2 separate regions of the Mus musculus genome follow, and region 2 is linked to region 1. Evidence: chromatin contacts called from public promoter capture Hi-C data. All regions are on one chromosome and are shown on one strand. The core of a region is the stretch at or near the end of the contact, and the rest is flanking DNA. Distances in the headings are between cores, read along the strand shown. Region 1 holds the start of 1700048O20Rik (RIKEN cDNA 1700048O20 gene). Region 2 overlaps Ano10 (anoctamin 10).

Region 1 (6,442 bases), core at 2,921-5,420:
GAAGGAGAGAACATCTTAGGGCTCAAGGAGTCAGGACAGAGATAGAGACCATTAATTTCTCTTTACCATTCTCTCAGGCTACAAATCATTTCTCACTTCCCAGAATCCTCTAAATAGCTACTAGTTCTGGAGACGACCAGCCTCAGCAAGAAAGAGCACAGCGGGTTCAGCTCTAAACATGGGCATGTCACTGTTGGCCTCATTGATAATACTGGTTTTTCACAGTGTTAGAAATACTGTTCAGGGTCACAAAGAAAGAGACCACCTAACTAGGGCTTTATCATTGTGATAGAAAAATGACCAGAAGCGACTTGGGGGAGAAAGGGCTTATTTCATTTTACATTTCCATCTTACAGTTTATCACTGAGGGAAGTTAGAGCAGGAGCTTAATTAAGCAGGACACGGACTGAAGCAGAAACCATGGAGTGGCGCTCCTTGCTGGCTTGTTCTTATGGCTTGCTCATCCTACTTTCTTGTACAATCCAGGAGCACCTGCTAAGGGGGGCACAGTCCACAGTGGGCTGGGTTCACCCACACCAATCATTAATCAAGACAAGGCTAGTCTGATGGAATTATTTTCTCCTGAGGTGCCCCTCTCCAGATGAATGTAGTTTATATCAAGTTAACCAAAACCAAACCAAACCAGAACAATAGGACATTTCATGTTTGTGAGTTTTGACTCCAGTTACGGCTCTTTGTGGACCAATGCTACATTTTTCTTTGAAATTTATTTACTTTTGACTAGCTATAAAGAAAGCCTTTATCATAGCAAAAATGAGATTATCAACGGGTATTCAGTAAAGAGCAAATTTCCTTATTACTCCTGTCTCTTGGTTCTTCTCAGTCAATCACAATCACCTACTTTGCATCTTTCTGGAAATGCTCTTTATCATTGGCCCTTCTCATTGAAAACTGTATTTTCTGTAGGAGACACTGCAGAAAGACATCACCCAGGAGAGCTATTTTAGAAGTCTCAACAGTGACTGTTTCTTCTAATCTGTCCAGTGTCCCTTACGAAAACCATTTGTGGATAATCCCCACTTCCTGTCACCCTACACTATCCTGCTTCCTCGAGGTCAGCCTATGATGTCTTCGAGGGCAATACCCCCTTCACAACTAGATCTTTAATCTTTCCCCTCTGCTCATCATCTATCCAGCACCCAGCCATTTATAAAAACAATGAGAAGATTTCCAGTCCCTAGTCCTTTAAGAACTCTTTCACCCCTGCCTAACAGACCCCACCTACCACCACACTCCCTCAGCCACTCTCTGCCTGCACTGTCCCCTTCCTCCCTCTGGCACCTACTATACCATTACTGTATTTGGATACAGTACAGTATTTGGATACAGGCAACTCAACCCAACTCATCACCACACCACATCACCACTGTCCCCTTCCTCCCTCTGGCACCTACTATACCATTACTGTATTTGGATACAGTACTGTATTTGGATACAGGCAACTCAACCCAACTCATCACCACATCTGTTGACTCAATGTTGTTCGAGGTTAAACTCCAGGTATACAAGGGCCCCTAATTTGTTCTTATACAACCTTCAACCCAACTTGAGGCTGTCCTATCTGGAGAATATTTCATCTTAAAATAAAAAAATGAGAGCACTGTCCAAGAAAACTGAGATGTATTCTCTCAGACATTTCTCATGTCTCCATACCCTTTTTTGTACTCTTGTCTCAGCTATTCAGGAGATTTCTTCTGTAGAACATCAACTTGTGTTTATCCCCCAGGTCTGGCATCTGTACTTCTGTTTTCCAATGTATGGACACTGAATTCCTCCCCAACGATCAAACCGAAATGATCTCCCTTTTTGCCTCAATTCTCTCCTCAACCCCAATCTCCTCCCACTGACGGCTCTTCTTGTCTCAGGCATCTCTTCTGTCCTTGGTGCAGACAGCTGGCATTTCCCCAACTCTCTTACTTCCAAAAGCTTTCCATGGCTGTTTCTGAAATCCCAGATGGAATAGCTGCCATTATCACAACCATCTGGAACCAAAGAGACTCACTGCAGGTGTCATTCTTAGAAATTACAGAGCCCTGAATCTTCTTCCGACAGAGAAAGAGAGTACCCATTTCTTCCTCCAGCAAGAGTGCTACTTCTCTATAAACCATCCCAGGGTAGACTGAGACATGGCAAGAAGATGGCACGCAGAACATCCAAACCCTGCCAGCATCCCACCTCGTAAGCACAATGGTTCAATGGGGGTGATGGCAACCCTGGCTGGCTACCCTTTTATTTATTCTCCTTATTTCCCTATTATTAGCCTTTGTATCCTGTCTTTCAAAAGCATATTTATTTTTATTTATGCGTATGTGTGGGTGTATCTGCATGTGTATGCACATATATGTATGGTGCCCCAGGAGGCTAGAAGACAGCACTGGAGACATAGACAGTTGTGAGCCACCTGACATGGGTTCTGGAAACTGAACTCTGTTCCTCTGCAAGAGCAGCAAGTGCTCTTAACTACCAAGTCATCTCTCCAGCACCTGAACCTGTGGTTTAAACTAACCCAGGGGTTGGAGCAGCAGTTAACAGAACTCGGTGCTTTTTCAGAGGACTGAGTTTTGGTTTCCCGTACCCACATGGCATCTAACAACCACCTGTAACTCCATTCCAAAGGACCTAATATTCTTTTCTGGCCTTTGTGGGCACTACATGCACACGGTGCACAGACATGCAGGTAAAACACCCGTACACATAAAATAATAAATGAGATATGGGCTATCTAAGCCCTTTGTCCTCTTCAGACTGAACCCCTTGATTCAGGACACCACCAAAAGTCATGGCAACAACATCTGGCTCCTCCAAAATCTCTAATTCCAAAATCTGTTCCATGGCAACATCCCAATTCAGCCCAAAGCAGCCCTCTGAAATCTATGCCTGAAGTCTGGCCCCATTGCTCTCCCAACCCATCACAAAACAAACGGCAGAAAATATCAGCTCTAGTGGCACCAAGTCACATTTAGTGACATCTTGTCCCCATGTGCCACACCTTAGCTGATGCCCTGATTCTTACCACCTGCCAGCTGAAATACCCTGCTCCGCAAACAGTGGCCTCACTGCAAGCTCAGCTCTCCTAGAAATGGCTAACCTCATTTTCTCATCTCTAGAGCCTCACATTACCTCTTTCCTGACCTGTAGACACAGGTCTATAAGTGAGGGGTGGGGGGAGGGCAGGTGCTCTGTGGAGTTGCTTATCCCTTGTCTCTGCATCTCTACTCTAACAAAGAAAAGTTGAGCATGAGTAAGAGATAGAACAGTATAAAGCTCAACCCCTCTCGGAGATATCAGAGGTGGCAGCAGGAGCCAGGCAAGCACGCCCATTGCTGGTGCTTGAGTCTGCATCTGGGAAGCCCAGTCTAAATAAGTCTACAAATTTTTTGCACCACTTTTTTTTTTTAATGTTAAATGTCTTTGTGGTACACAATGAGATCACTTAGTTCAAGCCTGGACTTCTGTTCAACTGGCCCTCAAGGTTTCTTGGAAGGCATCCATACTTTCTAAATGAATCCAGCCACATTCAGATCTTCCACACCTCTGACTCCTCCTATAGGTCCTTGTAAGTGGTTCTGCCCAGATGGCAGGGAAACCTGGGCCTTGGAAGCCCAGGAACCGCACAGTTCTGAGGGGGAAGGGTCAGGTATCCCAGTGGAAGGGAACCCTGAGACACGGCCGATAGGAAGCCTCCTCAGCAGAGGCATTGTAGCTCCCAGGGGAAGGTAGCCCTGCTCCACTTTCTCACTCGGTTCCATCTTTTTATTGCTTCTTGGCTTTTCCTGATGAGAGAGTCACGATAGGTGGAAAGTCTCATGAAAGAGATTTATTCAGGGTAAGGAGGGATGAATCCAGACATGGCTGGCTGCCCTCTGTTCCCAGAAGCAGACAGCAGAGAATTGGACAAAGGGCAGGGCTTATGTAGAATTTCTTAGGAGGCAAAGCTTTTCAGAGCAGAGATTTCCCGGATGAGGATTGGTGAGATTTCAAGTCCTGAGTTTGGGGAGCTCAGGGATTGGTGGGTTCTCCTGCTCAGGGATTGGTGGGTTCTCCTGCTCAGGGATTGGTGGGTTCTCCTGCTCAGTGATTGGTGGGTTCTCCTGCTCAGTGATTGGTGGCTTTTTTCCCCACCACCTTTTCCCTGCATTAGACCTATGGGTTAGGATGAGAGGTCCTTCCTGGCTGCAGGTGGCTTTGGTTGAGGTAGCATCTCTGTGGAACTGCTGGGGAGGTGGAGAGGAGGTGCTGCCACTGTGGACAGCTCCTGTGGGATAGATAGTTCCTAAGGCTGTAGGCTGAGGCAAGAAAGGTGTTGCCACCATAGACAACTCTTGAGGGACAGCTCCTGCTGATGGCGGGAAAGGGGATGAGCCTCCTGCAGACTGAGGAAATGTCCTCTTGCTGCCATTCTTTGACAGTTCCGGAGGGGCATCTTACTGGCTATAGGTTGGAGCAGGAAGGAGGGGCTGGCTGCCACTTGGACTGATTTGCAGAGTGCTTGCTTCTTCCAGACAGCTCCTGCTGAGGTGGGAAAGGAAATGTGCCACCTGTGTCAGTTGCAGGCAGAAGAGGTGTTGTGGAGACGTCATTTTTGACAGCTCCTGTGGGCATCTTGTAGGCTGGGACAGGAAGGAGGGGCGGGCCACCGCTTTGAGGGGTTTGTAGCGCTGCTTAGGAACTTCAGTTAGAAACAGAGAAAAGCAGCCTTGTATGGGTGAGCCATGTAGGGTGGGAAAATGTTTAGCATCTTCAATAGGGAGTCAGCCCTCCTGCTCCTAAGTTCACTTGGGCAGGTCCACTGCCCACTGCTCAGTGGAATAAACAACCTTTCTTCTTGCTCTTGCCTCCTCTCTGACGAGGTCGCTTTGTCAAGAAGCCTGACTCTCGCTAGACCACGCACAGCGCGATCAAGATTATGGGGTCCTCCAAGATTCCTAGAGAGACTCACAGAGGATTGGCCGGTCGGTGAGATGATGTATTTCCGGGCCAGGAATCTTTAAAACCTGAGAGCGTGGATGGTGAGAGGCCGTTAGAATCCCTCCGTAGGTGAGTGTGAGGAAACATGAGGAAGGCTTGGTTGGCATGGACCTGAGGGAGGGAAGGTGGTCCTCTTGGGCCCCAGGCTTGCCTACCGGGGTGCTGGAGAGAGGGGCGCGGTCTGAAATGGAAAGAGGGCGCTGTGGACGCGACGCCTGGGCGGGAAGAGGGCGCTGAGGGTCAAAGGCTTCTACAGCCTAACTACAGGGAGAGACATGGAGGCCCCAATGAGGCTGGGCAGGGAGGGTGACACCCGGGTCGGTGAGGAAGAGGCTTGGAGCAGAACAGCTTGAGATGCAGGCAGGAAGATTGTGCAGGAAAATGGCACAGTGGGCCTTAAGCAGGCGGACCTGAAGTGTAGGACAAGGCAGCGGAGGACATGGCATTTTTGTCAGGGTGTCTTCCATGACTTAAACCTTAGTGCTGCTGATTAGTGTGTTAATGTTAATTCCCAAAAAGGTATTTGTAAGAAAGCACCTAATGTGTGTTGGATCTAACAGTTTTCGATGTTTATATGAAAAATGTCTTGACTTAGCTCTTTGTACCGTCCTTTATACTCTTCATATTTTTATCTGTTAGATATCCATGCCACAGGCAGTTGTTCACATCTCAGGTATTATCTTCAAGCACAAATCTCGCCCATCCACTCCTCTGAACGACAGCAGGCTTACTTTCTAATTATTAAAGGATGAATTTACCCAGAGCAGAAAATATAACTAAGAAACGAGACTGCTTTGCTTCCCTGTACTAGAATATTTGAAATCATATTGTGAAGTTCATAGATTTCTTTAACAGGATAGTGTTTTCCTTCTCACTGCTACTGTTATAAAATTGAACAAATATACCACAATCTCTAGCCAGAAAACATAAAAATATTCCTAATAAACCACCTTTAAATTGTTTGACTTGCTTTACAAAAAAAGATAGTAATTATTATTAAGTAGCAAGGGGCTAGGCTGGTTCTTAGGTCTGTCAGTATTCACTGGATTTTATGTATACACTTATTCCTCTTGTATCTGTACCTTGCTGTTGTCTCTGGATTACTGAAATTATACTTTTAACAGTACAGGCTATCATTATACATTTCCTGGATGAACCTCTTCTCCATTGTGCCTGCCATCTCACTTTTGCTAAGACTAGAATTGCTACTGATAAGAAGTAACTGACGAATAATACTTCACAGGGCCTTCAAAACAGGATGAATCAAGGATTGTATGCTGAAGAAGACAAGTGTTGTCACTAATAGTTTCTCTGTTTACCTTCAGGTCCTGAAAAATCTAAGCCTGCATTTGCTACAGAACTGAAAGATTTGATCATGGAAGATATCACCATAAAAGCAGAGCCTCAGGTAAGCTGTACATACCTGTGTGGGTTTACAATGCTATATATGTAC
Region 2 (6,442 bases), core at 2,939-5,438, 290 kb after region 1:
ATGACCACTTTCAGGTCAGATCCACCTCAAACATCTGGGACATGTGTCCTAAGTGTGTGATGTCTTCAGCAACAGGGACTTGCTTGCCTAAAGGTGTGGTAACACTCACATGTTGGTAGTAACCAACAGCTATCTAATTGGATTTACAGCCCACTCAATAGAACAGAAATCACCTGGTACTAGGAACCTAGCATCCTCCCAGAGCTAGTGAGGTCAAGGCTCTTAGAAGAGAACCTACTACCATCACTTTGCTAGACCAACACATTTTTTATTCCAAGACAGGGTTTCTCTGTGTAGCTCTGGCTGTCCTGGAACTCACTCTGTAGACCAGGCTGGCCTTGAACTCTGAGATCTGCCTCCTCAGTGCTGAGATTGAAGGTGTTTACCTCCACTGCCCAGCTGCTAAGCCAACATAATTTCTAATTATACTCTACATCTTGTTCTTATAGCCACAGATAAGGATAGTTACCACCTCCAATAAAAAAACAGCAAATGGAGACAATCTCAGACACCATACAGAGATCAACAGATCAACATGGGAGCTCAGCCATAATGGCTACATCTAAATCATAGCTCCTGAATCTATGGCTCAGGGAACTTCCCAGAAGAGGGGGAAGAAAGACTGAAAAAAGAACAGCAGGTACACCGCTGTGAAACAATGTCTCCTAAAAATGGCTTCATAAACAAAACCAGAACAATGGCAATGCTGACAGACATGTTAGTGTGGGCGCCACCTCTAGACAATGGATGACTCCTGGGAGAAGGAGCATTAGCCTTTCCCAGGGATGGGTCTCCTTATTGGTTATCCAATACAAAGCGGTTGGCCATGAAACCAGTTATATTCAAACAAAAGTGGGCCTATCAAGTTATATTTATATATTTGTGCACACATCTGTGTGTGTATATATTTTATTTATAAGCTATTATATATATGCTATTATATATGCTCTGTCTCTCTACCTATCTATATATTCCTATTTTTGTGTGTGTGTGCATACATTTTATTTATTTATATGCTATTATACATATATATGCTATTATATATATGCTCTGTCTCTATCTATCTATAGCTGTGTTAGTTTATAAGGTATAGGGAAATAGGGCTCTGGCTAGGGGGCCTTGTGTAAAATTATCTTGCTATAGCCATTACACTAAAGCATGTGCTTATTCTTTGGGCCTGCAATTTTGCTTTTGGGAACGTACACCAAAAGTTAAATCCACCAACAGTTAAGTGATGGTAGTGGGTTCCCTTCTAAGAGAACTCAGTAGCTCCAGAAGGATGCTAGGTTTCCAGCACCAGGTGATTTCCCCATTGAGTGGGCTCTAGGTCCAATTAAATCGTTGAAAGTGGTCATCCTGTGCCCTGGCTTCTATGGTACCAGAGAATATTATGAAATATTAGCAAAAGTTAACATTGGTGATAATTCAAAATACCTGAAAATAATCTGAATGCCCGCATCAAGGAAAGGTAGGCCCTGTGGAATATCCTGTATTTATGAGGAGAGGTGTCTATGCCCTGTGCAATCTTCACATGCAAGGCCCAGCTGTACCACAACATGGCTCCCCATCAGTCTGTCCCTGAGAGGTGCCAAACGTCAGAAGCAAAGAACAGAAAGCAAAGCACAGCTTGCGAGCAATCCTGCCCTTCCTTCCTCACACTTCCTCACAGTGTCGGTGACCGCCCCATTCCCTTAAGCCCCTCAGCCAGCTTCCCTTCTCTCTGGCATCAGTGGCAGCATCTGGCAAAACCAGACCCAGTCCTAGGCTCTGCCCTCCCCTCCCCCTGCATTCAAAGACTCAAGACTCAGGGCTCCTCTCTTGTCTCCCTGGGCTCTGCAGGCCCGCGTCCTTCTTTATTGTGGCGTCATCAAAGTCAAAGAACAACCGCACTTCTGTTCTCAATGGGAGCTGAGACTGCATCCTGAGGCGGCTTCTATATGGTGGGAGAAAAGACTGTGCCATGTGGCCTGCTTCTCTTTGGCAGACGGGCTGCAGGGATGCATATAAGCTGTTCCTTTCATTGTTTAGAATTGTATTACACCTCAAAGTGTTCCCATGAGTGAGCTAAGTGGAGTTAATAAGCCTACTGTGGGTAAATGTGTGAGGACAATTTCTGTTGCCTCCCTCACACTGGAAAAGGGAAACAGGAGCCTGCCTATGAGTGTGTGTGCACATGCACGTGAACACGGCTTTCATTGCAGTGAGCAGGAAAAGTTTGCACTGTGAAAAGAAAAGGAGTTTACAGAACAAACAGAAGCTTCCTCCGGCCGCTCAACCCTTCCTCCCAGTGTGCTTGGTTCCCATCTTCCCTCTCTTTAGTTCCAGCCTCTGATGGAGTCCACACACTGCTGCCGCCCTTTGTTCTGGTCATAGAAACCCACCCTAGAAGGAGGGAGGGGCGTCTCCCTTTCAGAACACCCAGGGCAGGAGGTAGAGGGGCTGCAGCTAGGTAAGACGCCCTTTCACTAGAACCCCCATATAATGATGTTCCAAAACAGACCTCTCCAGTCCCCACCAGGGAAGGGGAGGAAATCCCAGTCGCTACAGGACCCTGGCTACCCCGTTAAGCTTCATAGCCCATGTTTTGTTAACTGTGGGCATGGGCAGAGGAGGGCTGCCTAGAGGCTAATTGGCAGAACCACAGAATCACTGCAAGTAATATTTTGATAACATTTTTTACTATGAGATAATCTAAGGAAACACACAAACTGATGAATTGAGTTAATGTGAACATGGGCATCTTGATGTTGACTAATTTCCAGTTTTGTTGCACAATAGTTGTGCTTATACACAATGACTGGGAGACTGGAAGCCTCTAAAGTAAATTTCCACTTGTGAATCAAGCATTAACAATCTGGTAATTACTGTAAAGGGCTTAAGTAGTGCAAAATCCTCCACTTATGTATTTTCACAAGGCATGAAGTGTGGCAACCTCATTCTGCATGTGAGCTGGGGAAGGCATGGAGGACCGGCCCTCCACTATTTATATGTGTACAACAGGAAGATGACAAGAGCTTTCCCCTGTTCCTTACAAGGAAGCTGCTAGGCATGCTGGTCATAGGGGGTTTCCAATGCCCCTGCAAAAGGCCAACCTACCTCTCCAAACCCAACTGATGAAAGGAAAACATACAGTGAAAAAGGTGGCCTCCTGGAGAGGGAGTGCATCTGTGCACTGTCAGCAGGTGAGACCTGCTCCTGCATGTCCCAGGAAGAAAAAAAACGAGGAGGAGGAGGAGAGGGAAAAGGAATAGAAGAAAGATGAGGGAGGAGAGGAGGAGGAGGAAGAAGAGGAGGAGGAGGAAGAGGAAGAGGAAGGGAGAGGAGGAGGAGGAAGGAGAGGAGAAGGAGGAGGAGAAGGGAGAGGAAGGGAGAGGAGGAGGAGGAAGAGGAGGAGGAAGAGGAGGAGGAGGAGGAGGAAGAGGAAGAGGAGGAGGAGGAGGAAGAGGAGGAGGAGGAGGAGGAAGAGGAGGAGGAGGAAGAGGAAAGGAGCTCCTTCGGGTTCACAGGAAGGTTAGGTGGGAACAGACACGATGCCTGCAGAATTCCAGGCCCCTGGTGTGGCACAGAGGCAACCAGCTTATTCCTGTTTCTGCACCTTCCAGCCTGGCTGCCCGGACTACATGACGCTATGTAAGTGGTGTCTGCTAATGCCATTCCTGACTTTCAATCCTTGCTCTCATCCACTTCCAGGGAGAGGGAAGGGGAAAGCGGTCAACACACAAATCATGATATTTGAAAACATACGGTGGTTTTCTTGTACTCATTCCTATGTACTATTTAATCCTTGCTACATGTATGTAAGACCCTGTACATACACAGCAACACATGCACACACAGTGAGTCCTCATTCACCATTAAACTATGCCAATGCAACAGTCTGGATGTTGGGAAAAATTCCCAGACCTGACCTCTGTCTAGAGTTAGAGGCTGACCTGGAGCAGAGGTCTGAGCAGGGCCCAGCTCTGACATTCTCCATAGACTCGGACTCCCCTAAACTCCCCCTGGCCTGAGGAGGAGCTAGCCTGGCTTGCCCTTGCTCTTCGTATGTTGTGTCTTCATACTCCAAGCTATGCTGCATGCAGTGTCCAGTGGCATGAAGAGCAGAGGGAGCTCAACAAGCACTTACCAGGGGACCACCATGCCACAGCCATAGGCATGATGGGTTCAGGATTCGGAAATCAGAACAACAGGGCTCCCTCTAGTGGTGTAGAACATACCAACAAATACTACTACCCATCTCCGCTCAGGCTCAGTGTCCTGAAAGGGACTTGCTCTGACTTTCGGTGCTGGTCTGGTTGTTTCTTCCTGGGAAATCAAGCACTACAGTTGCCTCTCCTCTAACATCCATCCCCACAGCCGAGAAGGAGCGATGTGCAGAGTCGGCAAACCTGTTTCATTTAAGAGCCATGGAAATCTCACCCAGCAAGGACAGAATATAGGGCTGGAGACAGACCTAGGCCAGCCAGTGACCCAGGTATCTGGAGGAGGAGAAGGACAGACTGAAGGCAAAGGAAAAGTGAGCCTCAAGCCCGAGGTAAGAAATTAACTTCCTCACGTGTGTGAAACTGCATTCGGAAAACAGCAGTAATTAGATTCAAGCTGTTTTAGCCAAGCTCAGCCTGGGATTCTGAGCAGCCTGGGCTGCTCTGCCAGTGAGGAGCCATTAAGATCATCAGCATCAGTCACCGTCCTGTCAAAACTGTGTCTGCTCAGATGATGCTATGGTAGACTCAGAAGGATTGTCTGTGCTACAAACCTGAACTAGGCCGCTGTTCACACCGTAGCTGGCGCCTGTTATATAGATCAAGCACTGGGGGTTAGTGGGTGAACAAAATCAGTACTAACACAAGATGGCAGGGGCAGCAGCACCAGGAGAAGGTGGATCAGCACCACTAAAACTGCAAACTGATGACGGACAGGCAGTGTGACAGGCCCCAAGCTGACCTCAGCTATGGCTATGGCAAAATATGTATTTTAACTGTCATTCAGAGGGGTTTGGTTTCTTTAAACCAGATTACTTCTCTCCATTTGTAAGAAAAATGAGAAATGACAGAAAATCATTGTCAAGTCAACAGCTTTAAAATGTGAACTAAGGTGCACCACTTGCTGTGCAAGTACAGGGACCAGAGTTCAAATCCCCAGAATCCACATAAAATCCATGTGCTTACATGTGCACCTATCACCCCAGGGCTGAGAAGTGGGGCAGGCCAATCCTGGGGGCTGGTTAGCCAGCTGATCTACCAGGGTCAGTGAGAGGCCCTCTCTCAAGAAGGCAGGAAGCGACAGACGGCAACAAAACCACTATCTTCCGCATATATAGGCACAACTGAGTGCTCACATACACACGTACATGCACAAACACACATACTAATCTCAAGGCTCTAACATAGGAATAATAAAAATATTTCTTCACATATGTGTGTATGTGTATATGTGCATGTTTGCATGTGTAAATATATGTCTATGAGCAGGTACACATGTGTTTGTGTTTGTATGCATGCACACGCTTGTGTGCAGAGGCCTAAGGTAGGAATCAGATGTCATCTTACCCTGTAGCTTATATACTGAGGCAGAGTCTCCCACTGAACCCAGAGCCAGCTCTTTAACTAGCCAGAGTGCTGTGTGGAGCTCCTGTCTCTGCCCTACCATGTCCTGCAGTCACAGGTGAGCCACCACACACCTCAGTTTTTACTTATGTTCTGGTGACCTGAACCCTGACCCTCATGCTTGGCAACGAGCAGTCCTGATGATAGAAATCTTAAACAAGTTCCTCTGAATGCCTCACACACGGTTCTCATTTGCTTTAGCAAAATGAAGACAGAAGACATAATAAAAGCACTCTCTGAAGTAACGCACAGCAAGGCTTTACACTCAAGCTCATGGAGATTCCTGCACGTGCTACAACCCAGGCAGCCTGGGGGTTTCTCTTACAGCACTTGTCCATGGCAAAGTCAGATCTGAAGAAAAATTCACTGAATTCCTGAGCCCTTCTCTGTTTGGCATAAGAATTGCTTTGGACCAGATGCCCCCAACAATGTTTCCTGCATGACATGACTGAGCATAAAGATGCCATTGTCTCCAGAGATTTGCTGAGGTGCTTGTGAGCCAAGGTTACACTGCACCAGAGCCCATTCTTTGAGCTTGGCGGCAAGCACGGTATCAGTTGGCATTCTCCGCATCAAGACGGTACACTGCCTTTTTTCTCTGTGCTCTTTTCAGTGAGTCCCCCTTCAGATCACAAAGCTGAAACACTCACTCTGTGACAGGTATCCCAGGAAATGACAAACACACAAGAGACAGGAAACCAGGGAGCATCAGCCACTGTGGTTTGCTTGAGCCTTGCATAGCACTACAATGTGCAATTAAATAATATGGTCCCAAGAGCTGAGGTTGGACTTTAGAGATTACTTATTTTACTATTTTTAATTATGTGTACATGTGT

The links. Promoter capture Hi-C pulls out the DNA fragments that hold promoters and counts their contacts.
Region 2: a promoter capture Hi-C map of neural stem cells shows a contact between it and region 1. The contact joins the enhancer-like site here to the promoter of 1700048O20Rik in region 1. A contact is called at or near these places in 2 of 39 promoter capture datasets (hippocampal neurons and neural stem cells) and 3 of 484 Hi-C or Micro-C datasets (cardiomyocytes and cerebral cortex).

Annotation. Positions count from the first base shown.
Region 1 is chr9:121,933,105-121,939,546 of GRCm38.p6, forward strand. It overlaps 1700048O20Rik (RIKEN cDNA 1700048O20 gene), which reads left to right and starts at 4,171. Exons shown (of 5, transcript NR_033553.1): 1 at 4,171-4,215; 2 at 4,872-5,058; 3 at 6,315-6,397.
Region 2 is chr9:122,221,338-122,227,779 of GRCm38.p6, forward strand. All of the region lies in intron 11 of Ano10 (anoctamin 10), which reads right to left. Among named protein-coding and RNA genes, the nearest start is that of Mir8106, 49 kb to the right of the region's middle. Within about 2 kb of position 4,189, at least 27 of the 459 cell types and tissues checked have an H3K27ac peak or open chromatin away from gene starts, as enhancers often do. A contact at or near this core is called in neural stem cells, where this site is marked.